Regions from separate parts of the Mus musculus genome. Here regions 1 and 2 are each linked to region 3. A link is a contact called in public Micro-C and promoter capture Hi-C data. All regions are on one chromosome and are shown on one strand. The core of a region is the stretch at or near the end of the contact, and the rest is flanking DNA. Distances in the headings are between cores, read along the strand shown.

Region 1 (4,933 bases), core at 416-2,915, 690 kb before region 3:
AACAAGGTCACCATTTGGAAAAATATAAAGGTAGTCTTCCAGTTCTAGCGTGCAGGATGGTGCTCAGGTGTCCAGCTAGTCTCTGTACAACTCTTTGTAGGAGTCAGGACTTAGCTACTATTTTCCAGAAGTCTCTTTGATCAGTAGTGTTTTCTAACACTCCTGAGCTGGGGTTGGGATATGATCAATGAAAAGTGGTTCGCTGTGTACTTATTCTAGTGTGCATGAGACCCTGAGTTCCATGATCTGACACAAGAAGGGTTGATTTATGGTTTGGTCTCTAGCTAAAAAGATGAATTGCATTAATGCCACTCTTCTTTTGGGGTGAGATAAAGCAGTAATAATAATTAATAATAATAATAAGTGGGAAGACAATGTCTATAAAGTGTTGACAAGCAAGCATAAATGTAGGCATGGTGGGGCTTGTGTGTAAAATCAGTGCTGAGCAGGTAAAGACAGCAGATACCTGGCCAGGTTAGCCCAATAGGTGAGCTCCAGGTCCCTGTGAGAGACTCTGTCTCAAAAAACAAGGAGTACAGCTCCTGGGAAATAATTTCACAAACACACACACACACACACAAGGGGAGGGGGGGCGGATGGACAGGAAAGTAGACCAATATGCAGACAGAGCAGGACTGCTTGAGGGGACCTCTGCAAAGCACAGTCCCTCGAAGCTTTCTGGGCCGCAACCCATCTCTAGTTTCTGCAGAGGGCGTGGGGCTGGTCTTCTGTGGACCACTGCAAAGGCGGAGAAGAGAACTTCCCAGATGTGGCTGATCCAGCTGCAGAGACACTGTGGAAGCCGCGACAGTGAGCGTTGAGTGTTTTGAGAAGCAATATGGGATTCAAAACCATTTTAGATAAGGAATGGATTGACTTTAGTCATCAGAAACCTAAGACTGACCAACGCCGTCAGAAATCCAAGACTGACCTGCAGGTGCCAAGCCAAGAAGTCATGGTTGAAAGGACAAGCAAGATCTGAGATCACAAGAACTGAGAAGGGGCTGGAGGACACCTCAGTGGGTAAACTGCTTGCCGCAAAGCCTGAGGACCTGAGTTCGGATGCCAGAGACCACGTAACGGTTGGGTGTGTGGAAAGCTGTCTTCAATCCCGTTTTTGGGAGGTGGAGACAAAAAGACATAAAGGAAAACCCTGTTTCAAAAAAAAAAAAAGAAAGAAAGAAAGGAAGGAAGGAAGGAAGGAAGGAAGGAAGAAAGAAAGAAAGAAAGAAAGAAAGAAAGAAAGAAAGAAAGAAAGAAAGAAAGAAAGAAAGAAAGAAAGAAAGAAAGAAAGAAAGAAAGAAAGAAAGAAAGAAAGGTGGAGTACAATTGACGAAGACTCCTCACGCCCTCAGGGGCGAGCGGGGAAGAGTCAGAATTATCTGCAAAGGAAGTTAAGATCCGCCGCAGGGTCTGTGCGAGGAGGAGCGAGCCGTGGTTCACAGCAGCTCCTAGGAGCGACAGCTCACCTGCTGTCTGGGTTTTTGCAGATTCGAGACCTTGCTCTGCAGAGCGGCTGCAGGGAGCGGCAGCAGCCTGGTCGCAGCTGTCACCCACGGGTGACCGGACGACGTCCGCGCGGGCGGCAGAGGCCGAGCCTGGGACTACACTTCCCAGTGTGCCAGGCGGGCGGGGCGCGGCGGGGAGGGCGCAGGCTCCTTCCCAGCAAGCGAAGGCGGAAACAAAAGAGTCCGGCGCCGCCGCCCGCACACTCGCGCACCGCGCCCGGGCGCACACGGAGCAGCCCTGCGAGGCGGCAGCCCGGGACACGCGGACACTCCGCAGCCCCCGCCGCCTGCCCCATGGCGCTGAAGCGGATCCAGAAAGTGAGTGGCTGCCAGAACCGGCCTGGGTGTCCCCAAGATGTCCCCAGGAACCCGGGGCGCACGGTGTGGGAGGGGCGCGGACACTGGGGAGGCCGGGGTACGGATCGGCCCGCACAGGTGAGGCGTGCATCCGCAAGGTCTGGGTACTTGGAACCTCGGGGCGACCCGATCCGGTCGTGCCCTTTCCAGGATGAGCCTAGAACCTCGGGTGCGGGTGCCCGTGGGGTGGCCAGATTGTCCCGGGGTGTGTGCATCCCCGCTGGGCCGGGGCTTGCTCTGCAACGGGCGGCCTTCGTCCCCTATCCCGCTGTGCGTCCTCACAATGTCCCCGGAGCCCTCCTTGCTGTGTTCGCACCCCGGGTTCCCCGAGAGGGCAGGGAAGGTGTGGTGGGCCTACGGCCTTTATTCTCAGAGCGTGGGGCTGGGTCTTTCTGGGCTCTGCAGTCGGCTGGTGCTCAGTGGGAGGAAAGGGCTGGGAACGCGAGATTGGGGCCGAGGAGCCAGCAGAGAGCTCTTGCCCCTGCTATTTTGGTGGTTCTGCACGCAGCTGCCACTTCAGGTCACATAGCTGTACTGAGAACATAGTTGCTGATACACAGCAAGATGAGCTCCTGGCTGTGATTCATGGCTAGGTAAGCTAAGCAGGTTGTTGGTTTTGTTTTGTATTTTTTTCTTCACACCCTCACGATAAACTTAGATGTAGAGTTGAAGACACAACACTAAGGACCACAAATTAAATTGTTTGGATGCTTTGATGTGTGAATAGAGAATGAGGAAGACAATCGAAGGGACAGTCAGTCCTTACATAGGATCGGTTCCAACCCTCTCTTTGTATTCTTTACCGCACCCACTTCTCTTGTTGGCCTGTCCCCTATCTCAAGTATCTTTTAACATTTTACAGCGGTAGTCCTTGCTGCTGGGAACGTGGTGTTTGGGATCGCTTTAGAAGCAAATGCGCCAACAGTGGATAATGTGTTTGGTAATTGATTTCACAAGAAATGGTTGGCTCCCCAAACGTTTTATCAACCTTTCCAGCTACACTTGACTGAAAATGTTCTGAGTTAGAGTGGTAGGAAACAGGCATCTTTCGGTACTGAGGACAGCAACTTTTACCCGCAGCCAAATTTTCGTTTGTTTTTTGTTTATTTGTTTTTGTTTTTGTTTTGTTTTTGTTTTTTTTTTTTTTTTTTAATAAACCTTAGCTGTGTAGATCATCGCTGTTCTTTGTGCCGCTGAAGGTCAACTCGGTATAAAATGTTAAGATCAGCGTTTATTAAATAATGACGTTTTCTCGTTTGAAGATAACACGGTGGCACTTTATTTTTAACCATATAAACAAGCTTAATTTTGAAGCTGCAATCGTCATTACCGTGCCGATTTCTGAACGCCGACCAATCTACTGTTGGTTCCCATTTGGAAGTTTTCAAACTTTGCTTCCTTTCATGATGGTGAAGCATTTCCATGTGGCTTTGCACTCCTCTTCTCTCTCTCTGTCTCTCTCTGTCTCTGTCTGTCTGTCTGTCTCTCTCTCTTTCTCTCTCTCTCTCACACACACACAGTAGCTCTTAGATACCAAAGGAGTTATCTATAGTATATATCCATCCAGAGAAATAAGACATTATTTTATGTGTAGGCTTGATGCATCTTGTTGCTCATGCTAAGCCTGTGTATTTGACTTATGTTAATATGGCAAATTTCCACATCTTCTTTCTCTCTTCCTTCCTTCCTTTCTTTTGTTTAGTAGATACTGTGTGTTAAACAGAGTTGTCTAGTATGAAGATAACCTTAAATACAGCTGATGGGGAATCTGTGACAAACTGGTATTTTGGAGAAGACACCAGAGGTCACATGATCCTATAGTCCTGTCATTGACTGCCACAAATCACATCAGTCATACAAGCCAGCCACCCCTTCCCCCCCACCCCCCACCAGCTGATTCTCCCGTTTTCTTCCTTCCTTGCCTGTCATCTTGCTTAGAACCAAGTCTAGGGTGGACAGGCTGCACCGGGGGCAGCTACAGTGCCCTCTGACATCCTGTGTTCAGATTCTCATTTGAATCACGTTCAAATGTTGAGTTCAATGCTCACCTTTGGCCTTAAAAAAAAAAAAGATTTATTTTTAGTGTGCGTATCTGTGAGTACGTGCCACATGTGTGAGGGTGGCCACAGAGGCTAGAAGAAGGAAGAGAGGACAATCAGGTATCCTGATGCCAGAGCCATTGGCGGATGTGATGTGAGCTGTCTAGTGTGAGTGCTGGGAATTGAACTTGGGTCCTCTGGAGGAGTAATAAATGTTCTTCACTGCTGAGCCATTTCTCAAGCCCCTACCCCCCTCCTCCTCTTCTTCCTCCTCCATCTTCTTCTTTTGAGTATCTTTTAAAGCAATCAGAAAACTTCAGGCCATTGGGCAGTGCTATTTCTTTACCTAAAGTATCAGGCCTCAAAGCTCATAGAACTCCAGGTTTGCAGTGGTGTAGCCAAGAGTGCAGGCAAAGAGACAGTCCCTAGGGCAGGGAGCAGAGTCACAGCAGAGCCCAGGGCTGCCAGTGGAAAGATGCTGAACCTCCAGGTTGAGGTGGGGTTAACATGGAAAGGTCAAAAGCCCTGATGTTCTCCTCTGTTCTCTTTATTCAAAGAGGGAACCTGAGGCGGGAGTTGGGACGAGTTTTTCCCAGGCTTAATCTCTTGAGAAGTGATTTGGCACATTTGAGAATAATGGTCACAGCTTCTCATTTCTCCACCTATGAAAAGAACAAAGATGATGTTGGATTAAAACTGTCTTTCTACAAAGCGTGTGGACATAGGCGCTTCAAATAGATCCCCATGCTGGAGTAGACTAAAGGATTTAATGCTCTAATTTAGACACCCTGTGCCAGTTCTGCATTTCAGCTCATAAATTTACACACCCGTGGCCTATTTTTAGACATAGAGAAAGATGTTATTACAGCCGCCTAAATCACTGAAGGGATAAAGTTTGAGCAAAATCGGAGGGGAGAAGCCTGCGGTAGATTTGACAAAAGAGAGCAGCTTTCAGTTGGGTGTCTATTGTTAGTTGTTTTTTAGGTGTTTCTTTGGTGAACACTGTTTTTCAGTCCTCAGTACATTTTG
Region 2 (4,814 bases), core at 1,440-3,939, 750 kb before region 3:
CTGAGCATGCTCAGAGGCCGCAGGATGGGACTTGTCTCAAATGCCCCTGCTTGCATCATTACCAGCAAGCACTTCAGGGAGCGAACTGGCGTCCGGAGTCCCTATGTGAAAAACTCATTAGACCTAGGAGACCCGCAGCAGAGCAACCCAGAGAGGTGACTGGTTAGGGGCAGACCTCCCACAACGCCCTGCCCTTTCAGATCAAAGAGACAGAAGCATCCTGACTGAAGATGTCTCTTCTCACACCTTCCAGTTGGCACCCTGCCCGACCACTACCTCAGAGTACTCATGACAAGTTTATGTGTTAGACATTGACAGTCATCTTAATTCATTTTTTTTTTTCTTAAGCTTGTTAATTGTGCTCAGGGAAGCCAAACGAGTGGGGTTTCTTGGAACTGGAGTAACGGGCATTATGGGCACACCGATGAGGACGCAGGGAATCAAACTTAGGTCCTATGCAAAAGATATATTGCTTTTAATCTCCTTTAAAAAAATTTTTTAATAATGCTTTTTTTAAAGATTTATTTATTTATTTATTGTCTGTGAGTACTCAGTACACTGCCACTGTCTTCAGACACCAGAAGAGGGCATCGGATCCCTTTACAGATAGCTGTGAGCATTATGTGGTTGCTGGGAATTAAACTCATGACCTCCGGAAGAGCAGGCAGTGTGCTCCTAACTGCTGAGCCATCTCTTCAGCCCCAAGGCTGAATCTCTTAAGTGCCAAACTCTGGTGGAAACAGAGTAACACAGTTCCTGCTGCTGGTACAGGGCCCTGGTGTGAGCCTCCAGATGTTGCTGAGCCCTTCGTGGAAAGTGTCCAGTGTCTTCTGTGGGCATAAGGCTTGTTTGTGTAATAAATAATGTACATGTTTTCACATCCCTTCAGGGAATGTCCTCTCTCTTAAGGATAATGACTCCATGATAATCTAAGACAGCATGAGTATTACAGGAGGCAAAGGTGTGGCTAATGTTTCAGCAAAATGGTAAACCCAGGACCTTCAGGATGCAATATGAATTATGAGGGGCTTCAGGACTCTAAAGGAGCAAAGACAACTGCACTAATGAGCCAGCTTGTCAGAAAGATACAAAGACAGGCAGATTCCTGAGTTCAAGTTCAGCCTGGGGCACAGCAAATCCAAGCTCAGGTAGAAATGGTCTTTTCAGGAGATCCACCCAGCTAGCTGATCCCACCCAGCTAGCTTAGCAACCGTGTGTAACACAGCAGGCAGATCTCGGAATTCTTTTGCAATGTTAAAAGAAAACATGTGCTTGCTGTTTTCCTAAGAATCAAAGGGGTGGGGTCAGGGGATGCTGATTCATAGGATAATCAAAAGAGAACCTGGAATAAATAATTGAATTGAGGTGTAAATTTAAAAAGAAAAATGAAAAAAAAAAAAAAAACAAACCAGGACTTTTGAGCTAGCAGACAGCAATAACAGTTCTTTAGAATTTCCTCTAAGCGGGGCGTGGTGGCGCACGCCTTTAATCCCAGCACTTGGGAGGCAGAGGCAGGCGGATTTCTGAGTTCGAGGCCAGCCTGGTCTACAAAGTGAGTGCCAGGACAGCCAGGGCTATACAGAGAAACCCTGTCTCAAAAAACCAAAAGAAAAAAAAAAAATAGAATTTCCTCTAAGGAGAGCAGAGCTGTATGGAGATCTCTGGAGATCGAAAACAGCTCTTCAAGAATATTTTCTTGAGAGAATTTCCGACTTGGTTTGAAGATCCAATAATTTTTTGTAGCAGTTTTTCCTGATAGCTTCTAGTTTTACTAGCAGAGAAAGCTATCTCAATCAGAATTTGTAAAATAGCAAGAAAATCTGTCTACATCAGAGCAGAACACAGAGAGAAAAAGAGAGAGAGACAGACTGAAGGAGGGAAAGAGGGCGGGCAATTTGGAAAGCCATCTTAGCAGAACCAAGGCCGCCAGCTTGGACCCAAGTCGTTTGTTTTCGCCGCTCCCAGGCACCCCTTCTCTCAGAACCCCTCTCCATGCAGAAGCTGGTCCTAGGCATCTAAGCCACTGCAGCCTTCTAAATCGTTTTTCTAAGTGGACAGTCTACTTATGTTTATTTATTCATGGCAATGCTGGGAATTGAAGGCAGAGTGTTGTGCATGTTGGGCAAACACCATACCGTTGTGAAAGCAGAGAGCCGCTGAGCTGCTTCACCAGCCGAAGCAAGTTGTTTTTGTTTTTGTCTTTCTGGGACTTTCTGGATGCATGAGTGGCAGGGTCAGAGGCTGAAGGGATGGAGGCCCAATGTGGCTAGAGGAAGCTCTAGACACAGCTCCATCGATGCCCGTGTGCCTGCACTGGCATCCTAAGGCAAAATCTGTCTTTGCGGGACCCACAGTGGAGCTGGTCAGATTTGCAGGACCCACAGCTGAGCTGGCCACACCTTGTGTAACTTATTACCAAAAGTCAAAGGATCGGCAGGCCATCGGCCGACAGTCCTGCAGGTACTTGTCCTGAGTCACCTGAAACGCTCTCAACTGGACCGACGGTAAAACCCGGCCTGGATAGGCTCGCCCGGGCGGCGCAGACGCAGTCACCGCCTTGGCGCCTAAGGCTATCCCGCGGTTGTCAAATCCTCACCCGTCTGCCGGGTTGGACCAGCTGCGCATGCGCGACTCTACCGGCGCGCCGGCACACGCGCTCCCAGCTTGCCGCGGCGCCTGCGCAGTGGCAGTGAGTGGGCCCCGAGGTCGCGTCTTGCCCAAGTCTCCGCGGTCCCCAGCGCTCGCTCGCGCGGTCCTGCCACGGCCTTCCTGCTGCCCGCGCCATGGGCCTCAGCTCCAACTCCGCTGTGCGAGGTGAGCCGCCCGCGGCCGGTCCCCGCCACCCTTATCCGGACTGTCACCTTGACCAGCACAAGGGCAGGCGCAGGCCTGCGGAGCGCTCGGGGGATGCTGGTGCGGGCCGGCATCCCGGCCCTGGACCACTTCCCGGGCCAGCCACGCTGTGAGCAACCAAGATAGCGGGGCGCAGTCCACCCCAAAACGCTCCTGCGCTTCCTGAGACCCTGACACCGGGGACTGGTCACGTCGTAGGTGTTTTGCTTTTGCTGGCTTTGTAATTCTAGGTAAAGAAACCCAATCCAAGGTCTTCAATTTCCAAGTTTCTTTCGTACTTTGCATCCGGCCGCTGGTGACAGTGGTCTGAGAAACCACTGAAAATGGCCTTTTTCCCTAGCGTTGAAAACAGAAGTTTGTAGAAATCTGACTAGAATTGAATTTGTGAAACTTGGCTAGTGTAAAGTCCCTGGTGATCAACTGTTAAAATTACTACAACCTGTGCGATATGCGTGACTGACTGCCCCGATATAAAAACGCCACACCCCAGGGTTTGGTTACTTCTAACCTTTAGTTGAGTAAAAGTAAAAAAATTAAATTACAGTGAGCCCCACTGATTCATTCAGCAAATAGGGATCGTCTATACTGCTCGGTTCTGTAACTATCCCTAACGTGACCAGTCCCCAACGTCAGGGTGTCAGGAAGGACGGGGGTTTTGGGGGGTGAACCGTGCCTCTCTAGCCTGGTTGCCCACAGGGTGACTGACTGGGGAAGTGGGACCTTAGTTTTGTAGTAGGTTGGTTCTATATACTGGAAAGTTCTACTTAATATCGACGAAACTGACTGGGCAGATAGGGAGAACAAGTTTTTTATTTTATTTTCTTAACATTTATTTGTGTGAGTGTGTCTGTACCTAGTGCCATGGCTTGTGTGGAAGTGAATAGATAACTTGTAGGAGCGGATTCTCTTCCACCCTGTGAGTCCCAGGGATCAAACCCAGGTCATCCATCTTGACAGCAGGCACCTTTTCCCACTGAGCCATCATGCTAAAGCCCATGCAGATAGTTTAAAAATACTACAGACAAAAAGAAATGATTCTCTGCAAACTTTATTTTAAAGGGTAGCCATTTGGGGACTCCTTTAAATGCATCCACTTTGGTGAACTTAAGTTTTCTTCGTGGTTTTTAAAAATCTGTTTTGTTTGTCTTTTTGAGACATGATCTCTATAGCCCAAGCTAACCTTGAAATCCTCTTGTATCAACCTCTGCAGTGCTGAACCTATATAGGCCTGCCATCACACCTGGAAAAACAGTGTTCTTGGTAATAAGACGGTTGCATAAAATAAAATGCTCACATGATTTGTGGTGCAGTTGTTTTAATTTCGTAGGAACACTTGTATGTGGGTGAGGTTGGGCAAAAAGATTGCAAAATGTGTTTTTGTTTGAAATCTGGGCTCATATTTCGTAAGCAGACACTAGGTCCTGATTTAGATAATGGAGCTATTAAAGACAAAGGAGGTGAGCCCCAAGAACTAGTCACACTTTGCAGGCTAGTCTTTCCTGCAGCCAAAAGGTAAGGGTTTAATTTGCCTTAATTTGTGGGCACAGGGAAGCTCAAAAGTGACTTTTCATTAGTCTTTTATTATCTAAGAAATATGAAACTTCTTGGTGAAGACCCTCAGTTGGCTTCAACTTGAAGTACTCACCTTTGTTGTGCTGGAAAACTTTTTTTTTTTTTTTTTTTTTTTTGGTTTTTCGAGACAGGGTTTCTCTGTGCCATCCTGGCTGTCCTGGAACTCACTCTGTAGACCAGGCTGGCCTCGAACTCAGAAATCCACCTGCCTCTGCCTCCCAAGTGCTGGGATTACAGACATGCATAACCACTGCCCGGCAACTTATTTTTTTTTTTTTAGTTATGAAAAACATAGAGATCATTATGAAGACTATACGGAGAGTCCTAAAGGTTTTACAAGTCTTTTCTACCAACCTCTTCCAACTCAGAGTTGGGTTATAGAATGCCTT
Region 3 (4,923 bases), core at 1,488-3,987:
CTTAAGGGGGCTGATATTGGAATATAAAATAAATAAGTAAATAAAATAATTTTAAAAAAAAGAAAGAGGTTCCATGAGCTTGAGGGTCATACCAAAGGATTTGGAATAGAATGAAGCCTTCTACTTCTATAATGTCTATAATGACACTCCTTTCTTCTGGTTGTTTCTAGTAGTTTGCTTTAAGATGGTGACTACAATCTTTGCCTGTGTATTTGTTTTTGTTTGTTTGTTTTCAGTTCAGCCTGGTGGCTTTTTTGACTGAAGAGTAGCACGTCTTTGGTAGTTTGAATATTTCCGGCCCAGAAAGTAAATATCATAGTGTTTGCTAAAGACACCTTGCTCTTAATATGGTCCATGGCCATTCTATTGGATATTGATCCAGCTGCATTTTTAGTACTGAGGAACTTTTAGCAGGAACAGGAACTCCTGCTTTCCCTGTTATGGTTTGAATCTGAAATCTCTGCCTCAGGTTCTCAGTCTAATTGATCTCGGTCTAGTTGATGCTATTGGGGAGACTGGAGAACTTGAAAATGGAGATCTGGAAAATGGAGACCTGGATGAAGAAGTGGGTCATTGGGCCAGGTCCTTGGGAGTGTATTATCCTTGACAGCTTCCTGCCACTATATACACTTTCTCATCTGCCATTTGTGAACATGGCTTTCCTCATTAAGATAGACTGACTATATCAAAACTGAACCAAAGGAAACCTTTTCACTTCTCAGACATGTTAGCAATTCGGTAATAGTAGTGGAAAAGTAATTAATACTTTTTCTTTGCCTATGATGTCCTGCTCACAGTTGACTGAATGTGGACCCCAACTGGGATATATATTCTCGGCACCTGGTATATTGTCCTGATACACTTGTAATATTTGTGTGAATTAAAGTTCTAATGTATACATATTATATCTTTCAATTGTGGGTAAGCTATTTTTGTAGTTTGCAGCTCCTCTTGTGATTTATAAATCTGAGAATTCTCTGAAAGATGAACCCACTGTGCTTTGGCTGTCAATATCTAGTTCTGCTGATCTAGGTTTTTGAACATAAGAAATTCACCATTTTTCTTGACAAACAGTAATTTACTCTCTCCTTAAGGTATCTCCTACCTTGATACTGGAATGTTTTTCCCAGCTCAAAACAAAGGTCCATCTCATTAATCCCGAAGTTCATAACGAGGACATTTCACTTAATGATACCAAATTACCTTACACGGATGTTTATCAACCTTCAATTGTGCCAAATTTCCTCACGGGTTTATTTTATCTAAAGCGGGGCCTTCCATTTTATGAGACATCAATTAACTAGATTTAGTTGTTTATGGCTAAATGGATGTGACTAGAAAAGGCAGCATATAGTAATCTATATGTAAATTGTTTTTATTGGTGAATATCAATGTTTGAAATTGGAAAATGAGTAAACATGGAACATAAATTATTACCAATAACTATAAATAATACAAGGGGGAGAGGGGCTTCTTTTGATCCCGTGATACCAAGAAAAACAAAATAACATTCCGAATCAGTAAATGAGAACAGAGGCCAACAGGCTGTCATCTATATAGGCTTTATTTTTAAAACCTTTGCACCATCAGAGTGCACTGAAATATCTTAGGTGCTCCTGAAAGCAATGGGGCGTGCAAATATGGCCATCACTGGAAGACCACAGGTCCCCCTTTCATTTTCTAGGGTAACAAAGAACAGGTGATGTGTTTCAGCCTGTATTTTTCAGTCAGAACAATGCCGGGCCCAGGGAGAGCACTGAAGACTTGTTTGTTAGCTGAGTGGGTGAGGAGGCAAGCTGACAAGTGGCTGTCACCCGGAAGCTGCCTCCTCAGCAGCCAGCCGCCAGCATCCTGTGTAGCCTCACCTGTCCCGCAGCACCGACCTGAGTTCGCGCTCGCTGCCCGGTGCAGTCCTCAGGTGGCCGCTCATTGCTCACTGCGGGGCCTGGTGAGGAACGGCGGCTGGGCGCGCAGAGCGGGGACCGGGAACCCTAGGCGGCTCGGGCCTCAGTTTCCCAATGTGTGTTCAACAAGCAACAGGCGCGCGCTCGCCTCGCCGCAGCCCGGGGTGGCCGTCCGGCTCTACCTGGCATTGTGAAAAGAGCCTAGCCGCCATCGCCGGGCGAGCGCGACGCGCCGAGCAGCTTGCCACAGCCCGCGCTCCTCGCGCGCTCCATCCTCCTTCGCTTCCAGCGGGAGAAGGCGCGCGGGAGAGCCAAGCGAGGGCGCGTGCGCGCGGCAGGCGGGGTCGGGATGCGCAGGGAAGCAGTGGGGCGCGCATGCGCGTGCGCGCGACAGGCGCCCCGGGGGGTACGGTCTACGCGCCCGCAGGTAGGTTGCGGGTGCGCGCCCCAGGACAAGGGCAGCGATGGAGGCGTGTCAGAGCGTGGGCGCGCCACTGGCTGGGAGCGGAGCCCTAGAGAGGAGAGCGGAGGGCGCGTCCGCGTCCGTGCGCGTACGCGCGCGCGGCAGGTAGGGGGCGGGGTCCGCGTGCCGTAAAAAAGGGGCGGGGCCCTGTGCAGGCAGGTAGGCGCGACCCCGGACCCCTGTCCTCCGTGCGCGTGTGCGCAAGGGCGGGCGGCAGGCAGGGGGCGGGGTCTGCGAGAGGTAGGAAAGGGGCGGGGCCCGGGTGCAGGCAGGTAGGCGCGTCCACCGCCAGCCCCGCCCCCGTGAGCGTGCGCGGCCCTCCCTTCAGGCGAGAGCGCGCTCTTCCCGCGCTCGCGCCGGCCGGCGTTCAGTCTACGAGCCGCGCACTCGAAGGAGCTTCTGCCGCCGCTGCCGCCGCCGCCACCACCACCGCCGCCGCCGCCTCGGCCGCGACTCCCGACCGGAGGTTGCCCTCGTCCTCAGCCTTCTCAGGCCTTTCCCGCCCTTCGCCCCGCCGGCCGCTGGCGCCTGGCTTCGACGCGGGGTCGCGAAGATGGAGGTGCCGCGCCTGGACCATGCCCTCAGCAGCCCCAGTAGTCCGTGTGAGGAGATCAAGAACCTCAGCCTGGAGGCCATCCAGCTGTGCGACCGTGATGGTGAGGAACGGAGGCACCGGCGGGAGACAAAAGGACGCGGGCGGAGGTGTCCGGTCCCTGGGAGAGGGCGCCTCTCGGGTCCGCGGGAGAAGGCTGCTGGAGGGAGAGGGCGCCTCTCGGGTCCGCGGGAGAAGGCTGCTGGGGGAAGAGGGCGCCTCTCTGGTCTTTAGGAGAGGGCGCCGCTCAGGTCCGCGGGAGAAGGCTACCGGGGGAGAGGGATCCAATGGGTCCGCGGGAGAGGGCTCCACTGGGGAAAAGGAACCGTTCGGATCCGCGGGAGAATGCTCCGCGGTGGAGAGGGCGCCTCTCGGGTCCGCGGCCCGGTGTTGCCTATTCTGCAGCAGGCAGATCTTGGGTCTCCCGACCAGGGACTTACCCGCCACCGCGAAGGCTAGACTGGATAGGCTTGAACAAAAACTTACCCATTCTCTTGCAAACCTCTGAACCCCAGGAGTGTCTGTCTAACTGGGGTGAGCCTCCTAGTATTTTAGTCGGGGACAGAAAAGCTGCGTTTCAGCACCAAGGACAGACACTAGGCTCTTGGTTCTGGGCAGGGATTATGAGGCTGTCAAAAATCCGAACAGGATATTGGTCCTTCCTCTACGTTTGCTGAGATTCGGTGTGTGTGCAGCACACACCATTGTGTGTTGATGTGTCAGTACTCTATTGTTAAAGTTGGCAGTCTACGAAAAGGAAATGACTGATCACAGGGTCCGAGTGTTAAAGTGCTAGCTAGCTAGTACTCTGCAGTGTGGGCACGGCGCTGTGTGTTGGGCTAGTTAGAGTATCAGTGTTGGGCACAGAATGGTGTGTTGGGCTAGTTGGAGGATAAGAGTTGTTTCAGTGATTTGGAATAAAACTTCATTTGTAAAGAAGTCGTCTGATTGCTGATTGGCCAAATAATTGTTAAATTCTGCATATAAAACCGGTTGACATGGAAATACGATTATCAGTGAAAATGTTCAACTGTATATGAGTAATAGCTATAGAACATTTTAAAAGAAAAGTTATGAGAGCTATTAATTGGTGCACGGTAAGGTCATTAAATGTAGCAGGATAACTCATATAGGAAACAAAGATCTTGATTTTTTTTAAAGGCATTGAAATGGACATTTAAGTCGACTGAGCACTAAAGTCCTGCTTACTAATAATTTTTAATTGTTAGTGTGAATTTATTTTTAATAATCTCTAAATGAAAATTCAAACTCTTTGAACACAACAAACCTTAACTTATGAAAGAGGTGTAGTCTGAATAATTAAGTATTCTTGTAAAGACTGTTTATTTCCTTTGTCGGTAGATTAGCTTTGTAAATTGCAGCTATTTTTATTTTCTCAGATTGGTTTCAGAGAAAACCAAGATTCTAATAAAAGTAGATTTGATTTTTATTTGATTCAGCAATTTATCAAATACTCATTCAAATAATAAGTGGAACTAGACAACCTAATGCTGTTCCTCAGACCTTAATAATTTCAGTTTTTAAAATTGTGTTTTCTGTGTTTATCAGGGGTGTCAGGGAAATGTTTGTTTAATAAAGTTCAGAGTACTAAGGTAGGCTGTGGGAGTTAGTTCTGCTTTTACTATATTCTGCTCTGGAGTTGTAGCTCTTTTGATCCATTTTTAGTTGTTTCAGTTGGCATTATGAATCCTGCAAAATGAGCAAATTATGTAACATTTAATTGAGGGGGATGTTGGGATCAAGCAATAGCTATAACAATAATCACTTATAGTCCTCTAGACTAGTCAGGTTTCACTTTGTAAAGTAGTTTAAACCAAGGAGTTACAAAGAACCATGTTTTTAAAAAATGTGAGGAAAAAAATGGAGACATTCCACTGAAAGGCTGTCACATGCTTCTGTTTCTCCCTCCCCCTTGTGACCCAGTCCCAATATATGGCAATTTC

Evidence for each region. Promoter capture Hi-C pulls out the DNA fragments that hold promoters and counts their contacts. Hi-C and Micro-C count contacts between places; a contact is called where the count stands out from the background.
Region 1: a contact with region 3 is called in a promoter capture Hi-C map of neural stem cells. The contact joins the promoter of Ube2d1 here to the promoter of Phyhipl in region 3. A contact is called at or near these places in 1 of 39 promoter capture datasets (neural stem cells) and 1 of 115 datasets of contacts at active chromatin or transcription factors (embryonic stem cells).
Region 2: a Micro-C map of embryonic stem cells shows a contact between it and region 3, with 3 times the contacts expected there. The contact joins the promoter of Cisd1 here to the promoter of Phyhipl in region 3. A contact is called at or near these places in 1 of 39 promoter capture datasets (cranial neural crest) and 2 of 484 Hi-C or Micro-C datasets (both in embryonic stem cells).

The regions. Positions count from the first base shown.
Region 1 is chr10:71,281,994-71,286,926 of GRCm38.p6, reverse strand. Ube2d1 (ubiquitin-conjugating enzyme E2D 1) reads left to right here and starts at 1,665. Exons shown (of 7, transcript NM_145420.2): 1 at 1,665-1,826. The coding sequence starts at 1,803.
Region 2 is chr10:71,342,724-71,347,537 of GRCm38.p6, reverse strand. It overlaps Cisd1 (CDGSH iron sulfur domain 1), which reads left to right and starts at 2,689. Exons shown (of 3, transcript NM_134007.4): 1 at 2,689-2,814. The coding sequence starts at 2,784.
Region 3 is chr10:70,597,105-70,602,027 of GRCm38.p6, reverse strand. Phyhipl (phytanoyl-CoA hydroxylase interacting protein-like) reads left to right here and starts at 2,737. Exons shown (of 5, transcript NM_178621.4): 1 at 2,737-3,023. The coding sequence starts at 2,921. D630013N20Rik (RIKEN cDNA D630013N20 gene) reads left to right here. Exons shown (of 4, transcript NR_045292.1): 4 at 1-979.